2 separate regions of the Mus musculus genome follow, and region 1 is linked to region 2. The links are chromatin contacts, called in public Hi-C maps. All regions are on one chromosome and are shown on one strand. The core of a region is the stretch at or near the end of the contact, and the rest is flanking DNA. Distances in the headings are between cores, read along the strand shown. Region 1 has its middle 8.7 kb from the start of Opn4. Region 2 overlaps Wapl (WAPL cohesin release factor).

What was found. A called contact is a pair of places that touch in the nucleus more often than the background predicts.
Region 1: a contact with region 2 is called in a Hi-C map of embryonic stem cells, with 3 times the contacts expected there. The contact joins two enhancer-like sites. A contact is called at or near these places in 4 of 39 promoter capture datasets (embryonic stem cells, liver and maxillary cranial neural crest), 7 of 484 Hi-C or Micro-C datasets (the G1E-ER4 cell line, brown adipocytes and embryonic stem cells), 7 of 115 datasets of contacts at active chromatin or transcription factors (embryonic stem cells, epiblast stem cells, stem cell-derived neural progenitor cells and 1 more) and 3 of 9 other capture datasets (adipose tissue, liver and pancreatic islet).

What each region holds. Positions count from the first base shown.
Region 1 is chr14:34,606,208-34,611,474 of GRCm38.p6, forward strand. No RefSeq gene overlaps it. Among named protein-coding and RNA genes, the nearest start is that of Opn4, 8.7 kb to the left of the region's middle. Within about 2 kb of position 1,659, at least 20 of the 459 cell types and tissues checked have an H3K27ac peak or open chromatin away from gene starts, as enhancers often do. A contact at or near this core is called in embryonic stem cells, where this site is marked.
Region 2 is chr14:34,710,736-34,715,344 of GRCm38.p6, forward strand. The region is part of intron 4 of Wapl (WAPL cohesin release factor); the gene reads left to right. Among named protein-coding and RNA genes, the nearest start is that of 5830448L01Rik, 38 kb to the left of the region's middle. Within about 2 kb of position 2,351, at least 18 of the 459 cell types and tissues checked have an H3K27ac peak or open chromatin away from gene starts, as enhancers often do. A contact at or near this core is called in embryonic stem cells, where this site is marked.

The sequences.
Region 1 (5,267 bases), core at 409-2,908, 110 kb before region 2:
GACAGACCCACACCGTGGTACTGCAGGTCACTGTGACAGTGCAATGAGTGGACATCTCAGAAGGGGGGGGGGGCTGTAGTTGTCACTGCCCTAAATTACACTTTCACTGAGACCTGTGGTCAGACCATTGAAGCATGTCAATCATCAATAATATTATCAAGATGGCAAATGGTGGGTGTCACAATCCCACCATTTGTCATTTGGTAATATTAATATTTCAGTGCTTTTGGTTCCCTTTGTTATCTTATGCTCTTTATTTTATGGATCAGACAACATTCCTAGGGCTAGGCAAGAATGTGGGTTAAAAACGTTTGCAGTACAAGTCTGACGACCAGAGTTTGATCCCTAGAAGTCAGAGGGAAGGTGGGAAGTGAGTCCTTAGATTTGTCATCCGACCTCTACATGTGCACCATGACACAGGTGCACCCACACTTACACAGGCACATCGTATATAAACACACACATACACAAATAATATATGAAGGAAAGCCGGGCGGTGGTGGCACACGCCTTTAATCCCAGCACTTGGGAGGCAGAGGCAGGTGGAGTTCTGAGTTCGAGGTCAGCCTGGTTTGGAAAGTGAGTTCCAGAACAGCCAGGGCTACACAGAAAAACCCTGTCTCAAAAAAACAAAAAACAAAACCCACCTATACACACACACACACACACACACACACACACACACACACACCCATGCTTATAAATATATATATATATATATATATATATTGTGTGTATATATATGTGTATATATATATATATATATACACACACACATATACACACACAACACACACACACATATATGTATATATATGTATACATAAACACATACACATATATATTCTGGAAGTGGGGCATGGTGGGAGGAGCTTGTGATCCGGCAATGCGATCAGAAGCTAAGGCCTAGGCTATACTGAGTTTGTCGCATGGGCTTCAGGAAAAGCTGTCTCTAAAAAAAAAACAAACAAAACCAACGACAACACTAAAGCTCTGGAGCTGTGTGCGGTGGTGTACATCTATACACCCAACACTCCGACGCTGAGGCAGGAGGATCTGGACCCGAGAAGCCAGCTGGGCTACTTAGATCTGGTTTCGAAAAGACAAAAATGAAAACAAGATAAAACATCCCCGAAAAGGTCCGCATTCATCCCTTAGGGCTTCAAGGAGGCCGCTGACACGGTTCTGAGCCTTGCAGCCAAAAATAAAGGGTGTCAGGAGTAGAGGGGTAAAAGGTGGCTGGCTCGGCTGAGGCTTCCCCTGAGATCTCCACCCATTGCCTGGGGGTCCTCAGATCAGCTTCCCCTGCCTGCTGGGGAGATGCCTGGACTCGCCTGGTCCTCAGAGGCTGTCTGCACGCCTGAGCCCTGGCGTCTGCCTTACTACCTGCCTTCCCACACATCCTGGCATGCAGCTGGAAGAGGCGAAAAGCAACCTGCGTGGGCGGGGAATCTTTGTGAGGGTCTGGCCACCCTGAGACCAACGAGATGCAGTGTCTTGCAGTCCCCGATGCAGAGACTGATGGCGATCTGAACTTGGTACTGTGCCTCTCTTCAGGGACAGGGTGTGAAAGGCAGGGCATGGCACTGGACGGAGGACAACCACTAAATACAGTGGAACCGCTAATGCCTGTGGCTGCCCCTCCCTGGAGAGAGGGAAGGGATGGAGACCAGGGTTAGGCCCTGAAATCAGGCTTCAGAATGCGAAGCTCACAGCCCAACCCATCCTGCCCTCTGCACTTCCCACGTTGCAAGTCTGTGGTTCCCGCTAGGAACCTTTGCTTTTCTCTGATTATTAGAAAGGCTTCAGGCATCACGGTTCTGCTAGCAAAGACTGCACACTTTCTCTCCTAGGTCCTGGGATTTCACATCAAAAGAACAGTCACTCAGCTGACCCTTATCCCACAGATACTGCTGGGGACTTTGTATCCCCAGCAGGGGCAGGGATGAGTCACCTCCCTGAGGGGTGGGTGGGGGTAGGGAGTGAACTCCTGATTGATTTTGTAGAATTTGTTTTCATGATCTAAGACATAAACACATCCTTTAGAAATGAAACGTTTCTGTGAAAACTGTTCCCTGCCCATTGCCCCTGCCTTATAGTCCCACCTCCTGGAACAGCTCCCAAGCCTTCACTCTCTTCCGCTGGCAATTGCCCTGTTTGTACGCAAGGGCTTAGAACGCCAAATCTGGGTTTGGAATTTGTGGAAAGGGATTTTTCTTGTTGTCAGCTAAACCCCCAAAGAAGTAGCTGCGAGGCTTAGCGGTACCAGCATTCTGGGAGGAATATCACTAAGGTGCTGTATAGCCTCCCAAAGCATCAAAGGAGGTCAAACTTGCTTGGGTTTGGTCCAAACCCATCATCCATTCAGCTCCAACTGTCTAGAAGCCTACATAGGTGCTTTTCTTCCCATGAGTGTTCCTCTGAAATAAAAACCAATTCCTTATGACTAGCGAAGTATCTGAATTGGTGGAGTGCATACCTAACCCTAGGTTCAATCTATAGCATCACACACACACACACACACACACACACACAGTATGATGGCATATGCCTGTAATCCCAAGTGCAGAATAACAGTAAGTTCCAGGTCATCCTAGACTCAGTATGAAATTCAAGGCTTGCCTGAGCTAATGGAGACCTGTCTCTTAAAAAGGAAAATTACAATTCTTTGATATGTAGACCACTGACTTGGTCCACCAGCCAGACTGTACCAGCCAGCCTTTGCATTACTAAGTGGGACACCTGAGGGAGATCATTTTATAAAAAGCAAAGGTTTGGGGGAAGATCAAGGGCCTGCATTAGTCTTGTCAAAGCAGCTCCTGGCTGTGTTATCAGAATGGAGGCTCGCATTCATGGGAGGGCTTACACTACCGAACAAGAAGACAGAGATACTGGGGTGCCACAGTCCTAGCTCCTCAGTGACCTAAGGATTTTCCATCAGCCCTTTCCTAAAGTGGCTTCCAAGTGAGCCACCCTAAAGACCAAACCTTCAACTACAATAGATCCTTGAAAAACAAGATTAAGTCAAATCCACAGCATAACATACCACTACAATGAACTACAATGAATAGCATCGAGTGATAACCAAAGCTTTAAGCAAGGCTGCCAAGAGGCTCACAGCCAGAACTCATCCAGGTGTTTTTCTAGTTTCAGAACATACAGATGTAATAGATGAGCTCATTTGTCCCAGGGCACCCCTTAACATAAAGAATAAGTCTATTCCCCAAGAAGTGGTGGCCACACCTGTAAAGCAGAGATAAGTGGATCTCTGAGTTCGAGACCAGCCTGGCCTACAAAATGAGTTCCAGGACAGCCAGGGCTACACAGAGAAACCCTGTCAAGCAAAAGCCAGAAAAATGGACCTATTGTCCAAAGGAGGACATTAAAAGAAAACCAATTCCTTGTCTATTGAGGTTTGCTCGAGGGCGTTGGAGCTGTGTTTATCTGATTCCTCTATTTGAAAGTTCAAGCTAGCAGTTGTTCTCAGATGGCATGCAGGCACTAATAACCCTGGCGTCTCCTGTGGAATCATTCAGTAGGTATTTTAGACATCTCACTCTTAAGTCTGGAGGTGTAGCTCAATGATAGCATACTTGGCTTAGCATATGAGACATTCAGCTTTTGATTCCTAAGATCTTAAACAAAACTTCAAAACAAATCACCTCACTTCTTAAGCCGCAAGGACAGTCTTGAGAAATCCCATTTCCCTGGTCAGTACCCTGAAGCTCTTGAGGAACTAAGTTTTCAGAGGCTGAGCTTATTGTAGGTGGAAATGGGGACCCAGCTGACCCTTCAGTGGAGGTGCAAGGCTGGTGTGGCACTGAGGGCCACCGAAAGCATTGCTCACTAAAGGGTGGGAAAAGCAAACAGCGCTGGCATTTGCCACATGGTCACGAAGGATTAGGTCTCAGACAAAGAATCTGAAAGGATTGTTCTTAAGAAAAAAATAAGCAGGGCAATTCTAACAGATTCAAAGAAACTTAAAAGGCTTATAATGAGATGTGTGGTTCACACAAGCTTCTGGGGACCATCCAGAAGTCTGATCTCTGTCTCAACGTGAGATGTTTTAAAGGAACCGTGGCTTTTTTCAAGAATGACATAATGGTATAGTTGGTGCTATATCAAATGTTATTCTCTGGTTGACATACAATGTCTAGAATTTTCTTTAATACTTTAAATAAGTACAAGAAGTGGGGTTAAGGGGCTGGTGAGATGGCTCAGCAGGTAAGAGCACCTGACTGCTCTTCCGAAGGTCCGGAGTTCAAATCCCAGCAACCACATGGTGGCTCACAACCATCCCTAATGGGATCTGACGCCCTCTTCTGGAGTGTCTGAAGACAGCTACAGTGTACTTACATATAATAAATAAATAAATCTTAAAAAAAAAAAAAGAAGTGGGGTTAAGGGGCTGGAGAGCTGGCTCAGCGGTTAAGAGCACTGACGACTAGAGGAATCCCAGTTGGCTGAAACTGATAATTAGCTAGGTGGTGTGTACTTGAGGATGTCTCTGATATTCTTTCTTGTTGTTGTTATTTTTGTTTTCTCTTGAGGCAGGATATCACGTTGAACTCACCATGAAGACCAAGCTGACCTCAAACTCACAGAGCTCTGCTTGCCTCTGCCTCTGCCTCCAGAGTGCTGAGATTAAAGGTAAATATTAAATATATATAGCCTACATTTGTGGTTTAAACCAAGGTAATTTAGAGAACATCCCTAGAGTAGCATTGTAAGGAGTGGAGTGTGACTGTCCCCTGATAATTAATAACTCTGGATGGCAACACTGGCATTAGTAATTTAGCTATAGTCACCTGGCATCTAAACAGTTAACAGAGCTTCACTAATGAGCTCTTGCCCTAAACAATTCAACTGTTCCGCTTAGTCAGAGCCAATCCCTTCAAGACCAGGAACCTGCTCTCTATCACATCCCTGTGGCTGGCTTTGGCCATCAATTGCTCAGGAATAAGCGTTTTGGTTTTTGGGGTTTTGGGTTTTTTTTTTTCTGGGCAGTGGCTAATAGTCCTAATGTTTGGTGTGCTGTGGACATTGTCAGTGTGCCATAAGAACTGAAACAAGAGCACAGGTCAGCCTGGAGAGTCATTTAGATGGCTCAGCTGCAAGACCTGCTTCCGGATATTTGAGAAGGAGTGGGCGTGGCAGTGGGGACTTTCACCTTAAATCCCAGCACTAGAGAGGCAGAGGCAGAGACAGGCGGATCTCTGTGAGTTCCAGGCCAGCCTGATCCACAGCGCTAGTTCCAGGACAACCAA
Region 2 (4,609 bases), core at 1,101-3,600:
TACTTCTATCCTATAGATCTCTATTCCATCATGGTGTGTTTTTACATATGATTTCCTACCTAATTTTATGGAACCTAGAATTCATATTGGTACTTTCTGATCCAACACCAGGTCTATTTTGCCCTTCATGCCTTTGTATTTTATTTCTCTTTAACTACAGTGAGAAATCTGGTGGTCATTATCTTCAATATGTTCAACCATTTAGTTAGTCCTAGTAATATTTGTCAATAAGTTTCTTGATCACACAGGTCATCTTCTTGCTTTAGTGATATAGACAGCCTAGCTAAGAGTTTCCTTTTCTTTTCTCTACTTCCTCATATTTACTTTCTTTAAAGTTTTAAAATATTTATGCATGAGTTTTTTACTTGCCAGTATGTATATACATCCACTTGTATGCCTAATTGCCTAAAGAGGTTAGAAGAGTTTGTCAGATTCCCTTGAATTGAGTTAAAGATGGCTCTAACCCACTCACCGTGTGGTTAGTGGGAATCAAACTAGGTCCTCTTGAAGTGCTTTCAGATGCTGGCCAGCCCCACATAACTTTTTTTTTTTTTTTTTTTTTTGGTTTTTTGAGACAGGGTTTCTCTGTATAGCTCTGGCTGTCTTGGAACTCACTTTGTAGACCAGGCTGGCCTCAAACTCAGAAATCCGCCTGCCTCTGCCTCCCAAGTTATTAAAGGCGTGCACTACTACGCCCGGCTCCCACATAACTTTTAATAAACATGTCTTCAATACAGTTTCTAAGCTCACCAGGAACATAGGCAGGAGTTGTTTATAGCAGGATTGAGAGCTGCCTGGGAGGCTATATGCTTCAGAAAATGAGCAGCGTGAAAAAAACAGTTTAAATAATGGCTTTAAAAAGTCATTTGCTGGACTCAGTGCTTAAAAGCATTATTGTTCTTCTAGAGGACCCAGGTTTGATTCCCAGCATCCACATGGGTTCTTAGTTCATTAATTCTAGCGATCTGATACCCTCTTTGACCTCTGCAGGCTCCAGGCATGCATGTGGTGCATATAAATACATGAATGCAAGATATTCAATATACATGTTTTTAAAAAAAAAAACAAAAAAAATAAAGACTTTTTAGAAAGTCATTTGCTAGTTAGGAAAATAAAGGGATTTTTAGGAATTAGACTTGAACATAACTGAATTTAAGTAACCTTGGTTAAGTTTTAAGAATTGATCATTTGAGCTGGGCAGTGGTGGAGCATGCCTCCCGCACTTGGGAGGCAGAGGCAGGCGGATTTCTGAGTTTGAGGCCAGCCTGGTCTACAGAGTGAGTTCCAGAACAGCCAGGGCTACACACAGAGAGAAACCGTGTCTCGAAAACAACAACAAAAAAAAACCAACCAAACAAACAAAAAAAAAAGGAATTGATATTTGGAAATTGTGGTGTAAATTCTGGTGAAATGACAACCTGTTTCTGATTTCTGGATACCAATTTCTCTGCTTCCCACTTTTTGCAGCTGTCGTGCCTGTGCTGAATCAGAGAGAACTGCTTGCTCTGCCTACTTTACACTCAACTCCTCCTTACCCCTGTCTGTTGCTAAGGCAGTGTTTTTATAATAATTAGCCAAACTTACCTTCAATGCTTGGAAGGTTGCATTTTTCTTGGAATGTTGGCTACCTTGATTTGCAATTAAGATTGCTTCTGGGTCTTTGAAGAAACTAATGTAAGATTAGTTGTGGTTTCAATTTTGAAATATTTCTACCACTACTTTTCAGTGTTCCTTTGTAGTTTAAAACTGGGCCCATCTGGCCCTATCTTTTGTCTGACTTTCTAAGGAACATTTTGGACTTAATTTTTTTCTTTCCTTCTGTCATTCAATATGACACTTCATAGTAGCTTCTAGGCAGTTGGATTAAAATAATGTTCTCTTTATAAGTCAAGAGTACATATGGCTTTCTAGTATAAGATTGTAATTGTATGAGCTTGTAATTTTAAAGTTGTATAGATTTATAAATTCTTTTTTGTTTTCTGAATTAGTTTATATAGGTTGTTAATTTAAAAACAGAATCTCGTAACTGAAGAGACTTTAAAGGACAAGTACTCCCACATCTCACCCAAGAACAAATGTTCTTCCACACAGTGCTTGTTTTAGCAGTTAGAATTCACTCTCCCAAAACAGCTTGTTTTTGTCCAGTGTATTTATTTAGTGAGTGTTGCTTTTCTATTTGAGGATTTACCTCCCATTTTTGGATCCAGACATCTAGGTGGTGGTGATTTCTAAAAACTAGACACCTGTGATGTTAATGCACGTGAAGCCTGAATAAAAGGAAGACCGGAACCGGCATGGTGATGAGGTTGAGGAGTGTAAAACTGCAAAGTCATGGCTGGCTGGCTGTATTTGATCCAGAGTAGTTTTATTAAGAGTTGGGGGATGGGTTCTACTCTGGCTATGGAAGAAAGTCAGTTCAGTTGGCTTTCTTCCTTTGTCTTTAGGTAATGTATGCTGCTCTGTGTGCAAGCTGATCAGGCATACCAGAAGAAATTTAAAAAAAAAGTCTTTAAAGCTCACTACAATGTTTCTCCAAACTGGAATTTTAAATAGTTTTAGCATTATCTTTCTCTTATAGGAATAATATTTGAACACTAAACTAGGCATTCTAAATTCCTGATGTGTGCAAGTAATGAGGTAAAATACTTAGGAAAGTTAAAATATTTTTTCTATATAATCCTTTTCTTCATTGTCTTATTTAAAATACTACTGAAGTATTACTACTTTTAGTTTTCATTAGTTCAGTGTTCTTTTGTCTTTGAGGTGTGTGAATGTTTTTGCATGCGTGTAAAGCCATTTTGTGCATGCTCGGTGCTCACAGAGGTTAGATTCTCTAGCACTGGAGGTACAGGTACCTGTGAGCCCTCGTGTGTGTGTGTGTGTGTGTGTGTGTGTGTGTGTGTGTGTGCTGGGAATGGAATACAAGTTCTCTGAAAGAGCATCCAGTGCTGTTAACTGCTGAAGTATCTCTCCAACCCCAGTTCAGGTGCTTTTAAAATTAAAAATAGGACCTGGAGTGATTGTTCAGCAATTGAGAGTACTGGCTGCTTTTTTGAGTACCTGGATTTGATTTTTAGTATCTACATGGAAGCTCCAGCCACTGGTAACTCCAATTCCATGGCTGCCTTCTGGTCTCTCTGGCAACAGGCATGTTTGGTCTTCATGACAGGACTCTCATTCTGGAGAAATTCCTCTCTTTCTGAATAACATAGGTTCATTTTATACTATCTGCTAAGGTCCATTTCTGGGAATTGGTTGGAGAGTCCTTAGGGATCAGGTTTTATGCACTAGGTATGCTTTCATTAATTTTGGCCCTTTTAACAGAGATAGGGAACATGCATATATAGTCACATATGAAATGCATACTCATGTAGATTCAAATACATGCACATGTCTTGATCATAGAGATATCTTCAGCTTCAACCCATTTCCACAATTTTTTCATCCTTTTTATTGACGGTGAGCATTAGTATACGTTTACTCAAACTTGTAATATTTCTAAAAAAGTATTTGCTTATTTCACTGTAGTAAAGTCATTAAAGTATTCAGGATTTGGGGCTGAGGAGATGGCTCAATGGGTAAGCACTTATTTCTCCCCTCCCCTCTTCTCCCCTCCCCTCCCCTCCCCTCCCCTCCCCTCCCCTCCCTCCTTTCCTTCCTTTCTTCTTTTCTTTTCTTTTTTTGTTTTTTGAGACAGGGTTTCTCTGTGTAGTCCTGGGTGTCCTGAAACTCACTCTGTAGATCAGGCTGGCCTGAAATCAGAAATCCTCCTGCCTCTGCCTCCCAAGTCCTGGGATTAAAGGCGTGCACCACCACTGCCCAGTAGGTAAGCACTTTCTGGGCAACTATAAGGATTAGACTTTGAATCCCCATCATCTGGGATGGGAGAGGCATGCATGGTAGTGCCTATAACCCCCTAGCACTGTGGAGTTAGAATTTGGGTACATCCCAGGAATTCAGTTGACAGCCAATCTAGTCAATTGTTGAGCTCCCGGTTCAGTAAAAGACCTTGTCTCCTGTAAGATGGAGCTATAGAGAACACATAACATTGATTTGTGGTCTCTATAAACATGCACACACAGGCACACACACTGCACATATACTCACGTTATTCACAATTTGTTTACAGACATACACTTGCCTTTTCCCCACTAAGATCAATGGTGTAAAGTCAAACTGTACACAAATTACTTGGGATTAGTTCTGTCTGTCTGCCTTTTGATCAGTTAGTCTGTCCTTGATTTATTTGGAATATAAGTAGGTTTCTTGGTTCTTCTTTGCTTTAAATTTTAATTTTTCCCTTTGTTTCCATTCTTAGTGAATGATATAAATAACATTAACATTTTTCCTAAAGTAAAAACTATAAAAAAGGTAAATTTAGTTAAAGATCAATTCATTTAAGACCTGTTCCACCCAATTTCCTACCACTTGTAGGGAACGCACACGCACATGCACACACGCACGCGCGCGCGCACACACACACACACTCTCTCTTGCTTTCTATTCTCTTCTTTCTTTCTTTCTTTCTTTTCTTTCTTTTCTTTCTTCCTTTCCTTTCTTACCTTTCCCTCCCTCCCTCCTTCCCTCCCTCCCTCCCTTCCTTCCTTCC